Linked DNA regions of Mus musculus: regions 1 and 2 are each linked to region 3. Evidence: chromatin contacts called from public promoter capture Hi-C data. All regions are on one chromosome and are shown on one strand. The core of a region is the stretch at or near the end of the contact, and the rest is flanking DNA. Distances in the headings are between cores, read along the strand shown.

Region 1 (3,183 bases), core at 336-2,835, 110 kb after region 3:
ACCTTTATCCCCAGCAGTTGGGAGGCAGAAGCAGGCAAATCTCTAAGTTCAAGGCCAGTTGTGTCTACAAAGCTAGTTTCAGGACATCGAGGGCTACACAGAGAAACCCTGTTTCCAAAAACCAAAACCCAAAACAAAATAAGGTAAAAGAGATTATATTGAACTGTTTGCTTAGTCTGAAAACAAAAGCTGCATAGTTTATAAGCTACTTAGTTCTTCTTATTGTCATTCCTAGCTGGAGTATAAGCATGTCGATTTATTTCATATTAGATAAATATTGAATGGGTGCTTAGTATGCTTTTTTATGCCAAAACACGCTTTTTCCCATTGACATTTTTAATTAAAAGAGAGAGAGAGAGACACCTTAATTATCTTCTGTGTTTGGCCATGACTAAACTCTCTAGCATTGCAGTGCAGATTCAGAAAAAGGAGATGTGGTGAATTCTGAAAAGTGAAAGTACTGGACAATGGCGGGCAGGTGTTTAAACCATCTATGAAGATGCAAAATGCCCATATATTAGCCTAACATGGAAAATATTCAGGATCAATATCTTACCAAGAACACCTAGGCTCTGTCCAGAGCAATACCTAACTCTTGTTTACTATCTAAGCAAAAAAAAAAAAAAAAAGAACTGATATAACTTTTAGTGCAAAGATGCAAGCAAGAATGATCAATAAGGCCTAAGCCAGGTGAGGACACCAGGATCTCTTATGGCTACTGAGACAGAAACAAGCAGGTGGAGGGGTGAGGGGGTTGGGAAGGCACAAGCTTGCAGTCCCAGCTACTTTAAGAGGCTGAGGTAGGGTGATATTTGACCCCAGAACTCCAGGACCAACCTCAGTAAGGCGGTGAAACGGGCCTCAAAAATAAATAATAAATACGTATTTAAAAAAAAAATCTCTGTTTAAGTAAACATGGAATCCTAAGAGTGGCTCTTCAGAGGTACATATAGTTAGAAAGTGACACGGGGGCGGGTTTTCAAGTAAATCAAGGGCTCAGGATGTTAAGGTCACTGATAGCCCCTTTGGCTGCAAGGAGGGGAATAGAGGCTCCTCTTAGACTGAACCCCTGAAACTCTACAGTATCTTAGTAGGCAGAGGGGAGAGGAAACAAGGAGAAGGGAGAGAAGAGGAGGGGACGCGGGGGGTGGGGAGGGCTCCTGAGATTCCAGACCTGTTTACAAGGTGTATCACAGCAGCAGAGCAGAAGGAAACAGGAAGTGCTTGCCCCAGCAAAAGAAGGGGCTTCTCCAGAAAAAAAAAAAAAAAAAGACCTTCCTGCTCAATTTCAATTCGATTCCTCACGAACTCTTTTTCTCAACTTCAGATCACTGCGGTTTGTGATCTGTGAGCAAATAAGCCTCTCCTAAGCGTCACTGAAGTCTCTCCTTTTAGGGTCTCCCTCCCTCCACCCTGGACAAACTTTCGCACACACCTTTGGACCCTCACCTCCGACCTGGAAGGGGAGATCTTTCCTCCAGACAGAAGCGGTGAGGAAAAGCCAGGGACTGGTTTCAGCCAGCCAAACCAACCAGCAGCCCCTCCCTTTTTGACTGCAGAGAAAAGAAACTGAAACTCCAAACCAGCGGATACAGGAAAGAGGAGGAAACTTTTGAGTCCTAAGTATTGGCAAAACTCTAGGCCACCAATAGATGGCAATGCAGGGACTCTGGTGATCCAAGGCTAGAGGAGAAGTTTTCAGCAGCCAGGAAGAGCTTTTTGGTGGCCATAGCTAAGGGCTGTCACTTACATCAGGTGGTTAAAGACCATGTTAAGGGAAGATTTCACTCAGCAAGAAGGCAGCCACGAACTCAAAAGAAACACGAGAAACTTTTATTAACGTGTGAGCCGAAAATAAAACAAATGGCCCAGCAAGCTATACAGTTTCTTACAATCTTTTTCAGGCCAGACAGCAGCGGTATTTTTATCTAGTCACCATCTGAGGGTGGTCTCTGAGTTCCTTAATGTTTAAAGGTGTTCAGTTAGGGGAACAACAACCCAGGAATACATGGGAACACATTAAAAAAAAAAAAAAAAGCACGGTCTTTTGCTTAATTTGTGAATAACAATAACCCTTTGGTTATGAAAATAGAATCTGCAGCTTTGCACTGACCTTTGTCCACTTTGACCTTCTCAAGTGTCTCCATCCCCAATCCCTTCCAGGTTAGCACATTTACATTCCTTTTAGGCTCCACTCAACAGTTACCTAGCAACAGTCAGGTAGGTCTGGCTTGCTATAAAAGGGACTGTTTGGCCCCTCCTTGTTCTCTCTGAGCCCTTTCTCCTTCCCCCTGTCCCCTCTCCACATGTTCCCTGCTGGTAGTGCTCCTCTCTCTCTCTCTCTGTCTCTCTGTCTCTGTCTCTCTCTATCTCTGTCTCTCTCTCTGTCTCTCTCTCTCTCTGTCTCTCTCTGTCTCTCTCTCTCTGTCTCTCTGTCTCTCTCTCTTTCTCTCTTCTTACCCACCCCCCTCAAGAATTATCAAGTCTACCCAATAAACAAGAAAGGGAAACCATGCCTGCAGCAGGGAATGGTGCCAGTGAAGTTGTAAGGGTCCATAATTCAAAGAAGAATGACACCCAACTCAACTGGTATGCAAATGTAAAGATAGATTTCTGCAGAAGTCCAGCAAGCTGGGGTCTCCCATTACCAAGATAGAGACACCCAAGAGAGCTTGCTGGTCTGATTTAAGGCTCATTAGGGAATTCTGAGGTAGGGACCTCTATGTTAATCTATTGGGTCCATCTCTATGGACATTCTATTACCTGGGTGTGAGGGCAGGAAACTTGCTGGGGAGGTCTGGGAACTGTTACCAAGGTAGTAACTGAGGAAGTCTGGAAACTGCTGCCTACCCATTGGCCTTGCTTCAGGCCAGGTGGTTGGGACATTCCATTAACTGGGCTTGAAGGCTGGAGCCTAGGATTTTTTCTATTGGTAATTGACTTGCCTGGACTGGCTCAGTTCTTAGGCCTAGTCTCCTTAACTACCAATTTTAAGTCTGTCATGAAATCAGCCTAGCTTTCTCTCTCAAAGTCATAAATCTTAAAGGAAAACCTACAACCACGACTTTACTAAAACCAGCTCAATTCCTGAAACAATCCAAACTTTGTTTTTATATCCACAGATAAGTGTAGTCCTCACTGTATGTGAGGGGTACAGTAAAGAACCACAAAAAAGCAAAGGTA
Region 2 (2,943 bases), core at 46-2,545, 93 kb before region 3:
GAGGATATTAGATGCATCAGTATGTGACAATGCTAGGGCAGGAAGATAGGAGTGGGGGAGGGGGAACACCTTCATAGAGGTAGGAGTAGGGGGTTTCCGAAGGGAAGACCTGGAAAGGGAAAAACATTTGAAATGTAAGTAAAGAAACTATCCAATAAAAAAAAAATCCTTAAAAAAAAAAAAGAAAAGAAAAGAAGATTGGTAGTGTGGCATTATTAGAGAAGGTATGGCATGGATGCAAGCTTTCAGGATTCAGTAGATTCTGACCACCAACAACAACATTTTCTCTCTGCCTCTGCCTCTTGTCTAGTTTGTGTCTCAAGGTGTGACTTCTCATTTCCTGCTCCAGCACCTTGTCTCCCTGCCTGGTGCCATGTGTCCTACTGTGGTGGTCATGAACTCTACTGTGAGCCCCAAATGAAACACTTTCCTTACAACTTGTCCCAGTCATGGTGTTTATCCCAGCAGTTCGGAGTAACTAAGACAGATCACATGCAGGAGCCACCACACCTGATTTTGTACAGTGCTGAGGGTCCACCATCAGACTCTATAATGATAGGCAAACACTACTCTCAGAGAAGCTCTACAGATTTCCACCTTTTATTCAGGGAATGGTGTAGCAGTAGTACTGGTCTTTAAACAAATCCTAAATCAAATGGGACCTTGTGAAACATCCTGTAGAGGGACTCCTGGAAAGGGGAAAATGAATGAATGGATCAGCTCGGCACTGTGAAGGGACAAAGTCTATTCAGTTACAGAATACATAATCTGAGGGACATCATGGAACAACTGGAGAGCCCTCTGCAGCTCACTGCTCTCTCTGCTGTGAGGGTGGTGAGGTGTTTCTGCCTGGCTCTGCACATGACTCCTCCCCATTCTGTCCCTGATGGGTGGGAAATCTTGCTTGTGTGGCAGCTCCCTGAACTGCAACTTCCTTCCTGTTCTCTTCCGGTAAGAGTCCAGCTCCAACCTCAGAGGAACACGGCAGCTTTCTGTCCCTAGCCTTGTTTTTCCTTCCCTTTAGGCCACACCTGCCACCAAGGCAAAGCCAAAACAGGAGCTCAAGTGCAGGAGAAGCCCATGGGGAAGGCTTTCTTTCCACATTCCCAGAGGGTCAGGAACTTTTTGGTTGATTGTATCATGAGTCTGAACAAGTGACATAACAAGTTTCTGTAGTTCTGAAAAAAAATGTCCCAAGTTACTGGAAGGCAAAGCTGACCTAAGGCAACTGACTCCCTCTGGTGGTAAAACCTCAGATATTGATGGGGTACCACCCCACTGGTTGGTTGTTTTTAGTTTCTTTTTCTCAGTTCCTGCCCTCACAGTCTTAACTTTCATTTCTCTACTGGCTCCCAAGAGGACCAGCACAGTTGGCTGAATCCTCAGGACTTAGACTCTTGCCTGTGTTTGCTCCTCTCCACAAATCCTGGGTCTCTTGGTTGGTATCTGAAGGTGTGAGCCAATTTTCAACTGCAGAGTTTGGAGGAATTTAGAAGAAGACACAGTCTTTGCTCTGGTGAGTTTAAGTTGAAGTTAAAAAGCAGGAAGAGGTTGGGGGGGAACTGCTGGCTTCCTGCTGAATATTATGGGGATGAGAGCCAGAGACAGGGTGGCCTTGAGGAAGACAGCTCTTATGACCTGTCTGGAAAGGTCCGTTATTTTTCCAAACAGACTCCAGTCTTTTTTCTAATCTTTAATTATGAGTTGCAGCATGAATCTTCTGCTCCAACACAGACACTGATTTCCCTCCAAAGAAGTAGTATAGCCAGAGGGGTGTTTGAAAAAAAAGGTTAAGATTTCTCTGAGTAATAGTAGATTTACCCATGATTCTAAGGGCTTATTTCCTTTGATCTTTGTCTGTGATTGGAAGTCTTGATCTCTTTGCAGCCTCCTATTAATGTACTTGTACTATAAAATAGCCTGAAGTCTGTAGGGAATTCCTAATGTCACTTTAAAATCATTACCATTGCCTACCCTTCCCCATATGCCATATGTCCTGTATCTGAATCTAGATCACCCCAGACTAGTAATTCTGGATACAACGAAAGACGACACAGTAAGATCCAGAGTCCAAGGACCTAATAAGACCAAATCTATTTAGCTAATTTGGGTGCAATTAGTGGGCTGGAGGAGCACTTGCAAGTTTCTACCAGCTCCTAATTTAATCCCAAGGAAAGAGACAGAGGATAGGGTGAAAGGAAGATTGGATGAGATAGAGAGAAACAGAAAGAAACAGAGAGACAGAGAGAGAACAGCAAAGGAGCACTCTCAAGAAGTGACAGCTTTTTAATTCCTGTATATCCCAGGCTGACCTCATGGAATTGTTCTGTGTCAGCCTCCCCAGCTCCTGGGATTACACATGAACATTAGTGCCCTAGGAGGCACAGCAAGAGCTCCTAATTGAATTTGATGACATAAAAGAATGAAAAATGTCTGCTGATAGAAAGATCTAGAGATCTTGAGAACCATGAAAGAAAAGAAAGGACTTGGAGCAGGGAATCCAGGCTTCACCCAAACTAATGTAGACTCCAGAAGACACAGGTCAGGACTTCCTGTGTCCAGGTTGGCTTGAGGGTTCTCAAGAGCCCATTCATCCCCTTTCCCTTTGCTCTGTCTTGCTTTCAATCAGTTGTGTACACCTGTTTTCTGAACATAGCAATTAACTCTCTTAACCACCATATGTTATGAGATATTAAAATGCATGTTTTAGGGTTGTCCAGTTTTTAAATGTGGAAACGTCTAGGGGATACGTGTCAAATTGCTTCAAAAAATGATACTTTGTAAATGAGAGAATTTATTTGCCAGGCCTATTTGGAAAAGGACCATTTCTTCTATGGCATCAGTTCTTTGAACTCTCTTCATTCTTTTTATACCCTTTTTTTTATTACATATTTTCCTCAATTACATTTCCAATGCTATCCCAAAAGCCCCCCATACCCTCCC
Region 3 (3,131 bases), core at 525-3,024:
ATTCATGCAGAGTTAGATCATAATCTGGGTATTTAATAGTTTTAATTCCCAAACAGGCCTTAGGAAGAAACAGAGAAAGCCTTAAGTAAAATGTAGAAAAGACAGAGACATGGTAGCTCTTGCCTCTATATTTCCAGGAATTAGAAACTATCCTAACACTCTAAATACTTGGTGAGTTCTAGGCCAGGCTTGAATATAGACTAAATCCCTGCCTCAAAAGAAATGTTAGAGGGTTTTTCATAACTATTAACATTTCAGAAGACTTGGAACATCAAAGCATTGTTTGTAAGCAATTGTGTCCACAGCAAGAACAACAGTGAGGCTTATGACCTCATCAAGATATGAAATTTAGGTAAGTGTATAGCTATGGATAGAGCACTAGCCCAGCATCCACAAGGACCGTGGTTCAATCACTGAAGTCAAAAGCCAAACTAAACAACAACAGCAAAAGTTCATGATCCCAGCACTGGGGAGGCTAAGGGAGCTAGAGCTCATTTAGGGTCAGTCTATCTGAAAGGAAGAAGAGTATAAGACAGTTGTAAGTATGTGAAATAAATTCAAACTACAGAGTTATGTCTGCTGTCACTCATCATTCCATATTTCAGTAGATCTGAGACTGTAGGGAAATAATTAGAGAGGCAAACAGGAAAGGGGATGAGACAGGTGATGGTGGCTTCTCCAACATTCACTCACACAACTGACTTTCTTTAATTAATTTGTGATTTATTTATTTATTCTTCTCTTTCTTTCTCCCTTCCTTTTCTCTTTGGAAAGCTTCAGGTGTTTCCCATGCCATCCTGATGTCAGTCACCATAGCTGAGGATGGCTTTGAGCTCCTGATCTCATGCAGCCAGCTGCAAGGCAGTGGCATCCTGTGCTGGTTTGAATAACAATGGCCCCAGAGGCTAAGATTTTTTGGATACTTGGTTCTTAGTTATCAGGACACTGTTCAGGAAAGATTAGGAGTGTGGCATTCTTGGAGAAAGTATGGCATGGGTGCAAGCTTTCAGAATTCAGTAGACTCTGAACCCCACCATCATTCTCTCTCTGCCTCAGGTTTCTGTAAGATGTGTCTCCAGTTGTGACTTCTCACTTCCTACTCCAGCACCTGCTCCAGCTCACTGCCTGTTATCAGGTTCTCCACTGTGGTGGTCATGAACTTTAACCCATAGGAACTGTGAATGCCAAATTAAACACTCTCCTTGTAACTTGTCCTAGTCATGGTATTTATCAGAGAAGTAGAAGAGTAAGTAAGACAGACCGCAGGGGCCACCACACATGGTTATATACACTTCTGAGGACCATCCCAGTGCTCCATGCTTGATAGGCAAGCACTATGTCAACTGTACCTCATTCTCAGCTCTACAGATTTCTCCCTTCTAATTCCGGTACTGCTGAGTCACTATATAGGTGTTCAATACACCTCTAAGCCAAATAGGAACCTCCAAGATATTCTGGTGAGGGACTCCTAGAAGGGAGGAAATGAATGGGTGGATCAGATCAGCACTGGAAAAGGACTAAGTCTGTTGAGCCACACAATACATAATCTGGTGGAGACTATTGGGCAGCTGGAGAGCCCTCTGCAGCTCATTACTCTCTGCTGTGAGGGTGGTGAGGTGTTTCTGCCTGGCTCTGCACATAACTCCTCCCCAGTCTCCAGAGCCAGCCAATGCTGATATGAGGATAACTTCCTCAGTCAGTGTGGGCCCTGCAGGCTTATGCAAAGGCATCTCATTGGTCTGTAGAGTTGTGGTTTCTGTTTCATTTCCAGCTCTCAAACTTTCGTTTCTCTAGCTTCGAGTCGGAAATACCTTGAAGTTCTGGATTGGTTAGTTAATTCTCCCTGGTTTACAACTTTCTGGCGTCTGATAACGGGCTGAGCAATTTTAGGGGGCAGACTTTTGAAGACTTTGAAAGGAGAACATTGCTTTTGCTTGGGTGAGTTTATCCTGTAAAAGCGGGGGAGGGGAAGGGGGAGGGGCTGCCGGCCTCTGGCTGAAAATGCAAATGGGGGAGCTTGAGGGAGGTGCCTCCTCAACAACAACAACAAAACACCACCACCACCAACAACAACAACAACAACAAAACTACTTTAAAGTTGTGTTTTTTCCAGGTTTAGTCTCCCCCTTCAGTTTCACAATCTGTAATTTTGAATTGTACCTTGTGCACGAGACCCAGAGCGTTGTTTCCTACCACAGACATTCCCTTTCCAGGCAGCAAAGCTGGATCAGAGCCTCTGCTTTTCAATGTGTTTTTGTGTGATAAAGTGGTACTTCCGCATACTTTAGGGCTTTGGTTCTTTACCGGATCGGACTCGTTTGAATGACCTTTTCACAGGAGTTGCACTTTAGATATCTCGCATATCATATATTCATATTATGATTCACAACAGTAGAAAAATATAGTTATGAGGTAGCAAATACCACAGTTTTATGGTTGGGGTCAATACAACACGAGGAAGTTTTCTAAAGAGTTGCAGCATTAGGAAAGTTGCAAAATACTCCTCTAAGAGTCCCAGAGTTTCTCTCAGTTTAGTACCAGAGACTGAGAGCCTGTTATTTAGTCACAGACCCTGTTTGACAGTCCCAAGCCTGGGAATAACTTCAGCTATTATCTTTCCCCTTCCGATATTTTCTCCATACCAATATAGACTTCAGCCCAGCTTGAGATTCCAGATAAACAGGAGGCAGAAGGATTATAAATTGATGGCCATCATCAGCAACTCAATAAGACTCATTCATAGAATATTTTTTTAAAAGACATCTGTGACTTAGTTCAGTGATAGAGTACTTTTCAAGCTTTGGGTTCAGTTCCCACGCAGAGGGGAAGGGGTGTTTGAAGATGGGAAAACTACTATGAGCATGCTCCAGTGACACATCTGAAGATTTCCCCCAAAGTGCCAGCTTTTGTAAGGTTTCTTGGAGAGAGGATACATTTTATGTTGCCCAGACTGGTCTCCAGCTTGTCCGACAGCCCCAGCCCCAAGTCTCTGTAGTGTCAGGAGCACATGACTGCAATAGCCTCTTTCTACCTTTAAAGAAAGAAAATTAAATTTTTGATTGATGTTAAAAAATGACAAATTAAAAAAAAAAAAAAAAAAAGCTTGAGAGAGCCATGGGAGAAACCAGTGT

What was found. Promoter capture Hi-C pulls out the DNA fragments that hold promoters and counts their contacts.
Region 1: a promoter capture Hi-C map of macrophages shows a contact between it and region 3, with 7 read pairs. The contact joins the promoter of Trim34a here to the promoter of Trim12c in region 3. A contact is called at or near these places in 3 of 39 promoter capture datasets (the C10 cell line, the HPC-7 cell line and macrophages), 8 of 484 Hi-C or Micro-C datasets (B cells, CD4 T cells, the G1E-ER4 cell line and 4 more), 15 of 115 datasets of contacts at active chromatin or transcription factors (the SCID.adh cell line, T-cell acute lymphoblastic leukemia, bone marrow-derived macrophages and 9 more) and 3 of 9 other capture datasets (adipose tissue, embryonic stem cells and liver).
Region 2: a contact with region 3 is called in a promoter capture Hi-C map of macrophages, with 9 read pairs. The contact joins the promoter of Trim30a here to the promoter of Trim12c in region 3. A contact is called at or near these places in 1 of 39 promoter capture datasets (macrophages), 10 of 484 Hi-C or Micro-C datasets (CD4 T cells, LSK cells, embryonic fibroblasts and 7 more), 6 of 115 datasets of contacts at active chromatin or transcription factors (the 230-238 cell line, effector CD8 T cells, heart atrium and 2 more) and 2 of 9 other capture datasets (adipose tissue and macrophages).

What each region holds. Positions count from the first base shown.
Region 1 is chr7:104,242,859-104,246,041 of GRCm38.p6, reverse strand. It overlaps Trim34a (tripartite motif-containing 34A), which reads right to left and starts at 1,585. Exons shown (of 8, transcript NM_030684.3): 1 at 1,450-1,585.
Region 2 is chr7:104,444,477-104,447,419 of GRCm38.p6, reverse strand. It overlaps Trim30a (tripartite motif-containing 30A), which reads left to right and starts at 1,295. Exons shown (of 8, transcript NM_001357467.1): 1 at 1,295-1,516.
Region 3 is chr7:104,352,001-104,355,131 of GRCm38.p6, reverse strand. Trim12c (tripartite motif-containing 12C) reads left to right here and starts at 1,774. Exons shown (of 8, transcript NM_001146007.1): 1 at 1,774-1,938. It overlaps Gm38525 (tripartite motif-containing protein 30A-like), which reads left to right. Exons shown (of 8, transcript XM_006508379.2): 8 at 1-573. It overlaps Gm36430 (a long non-coding RNA gene), which reads right to left and starts at 3,095. Exons shown (of 6, transcript XR_003946847.1): 1 at 2,161-3,095.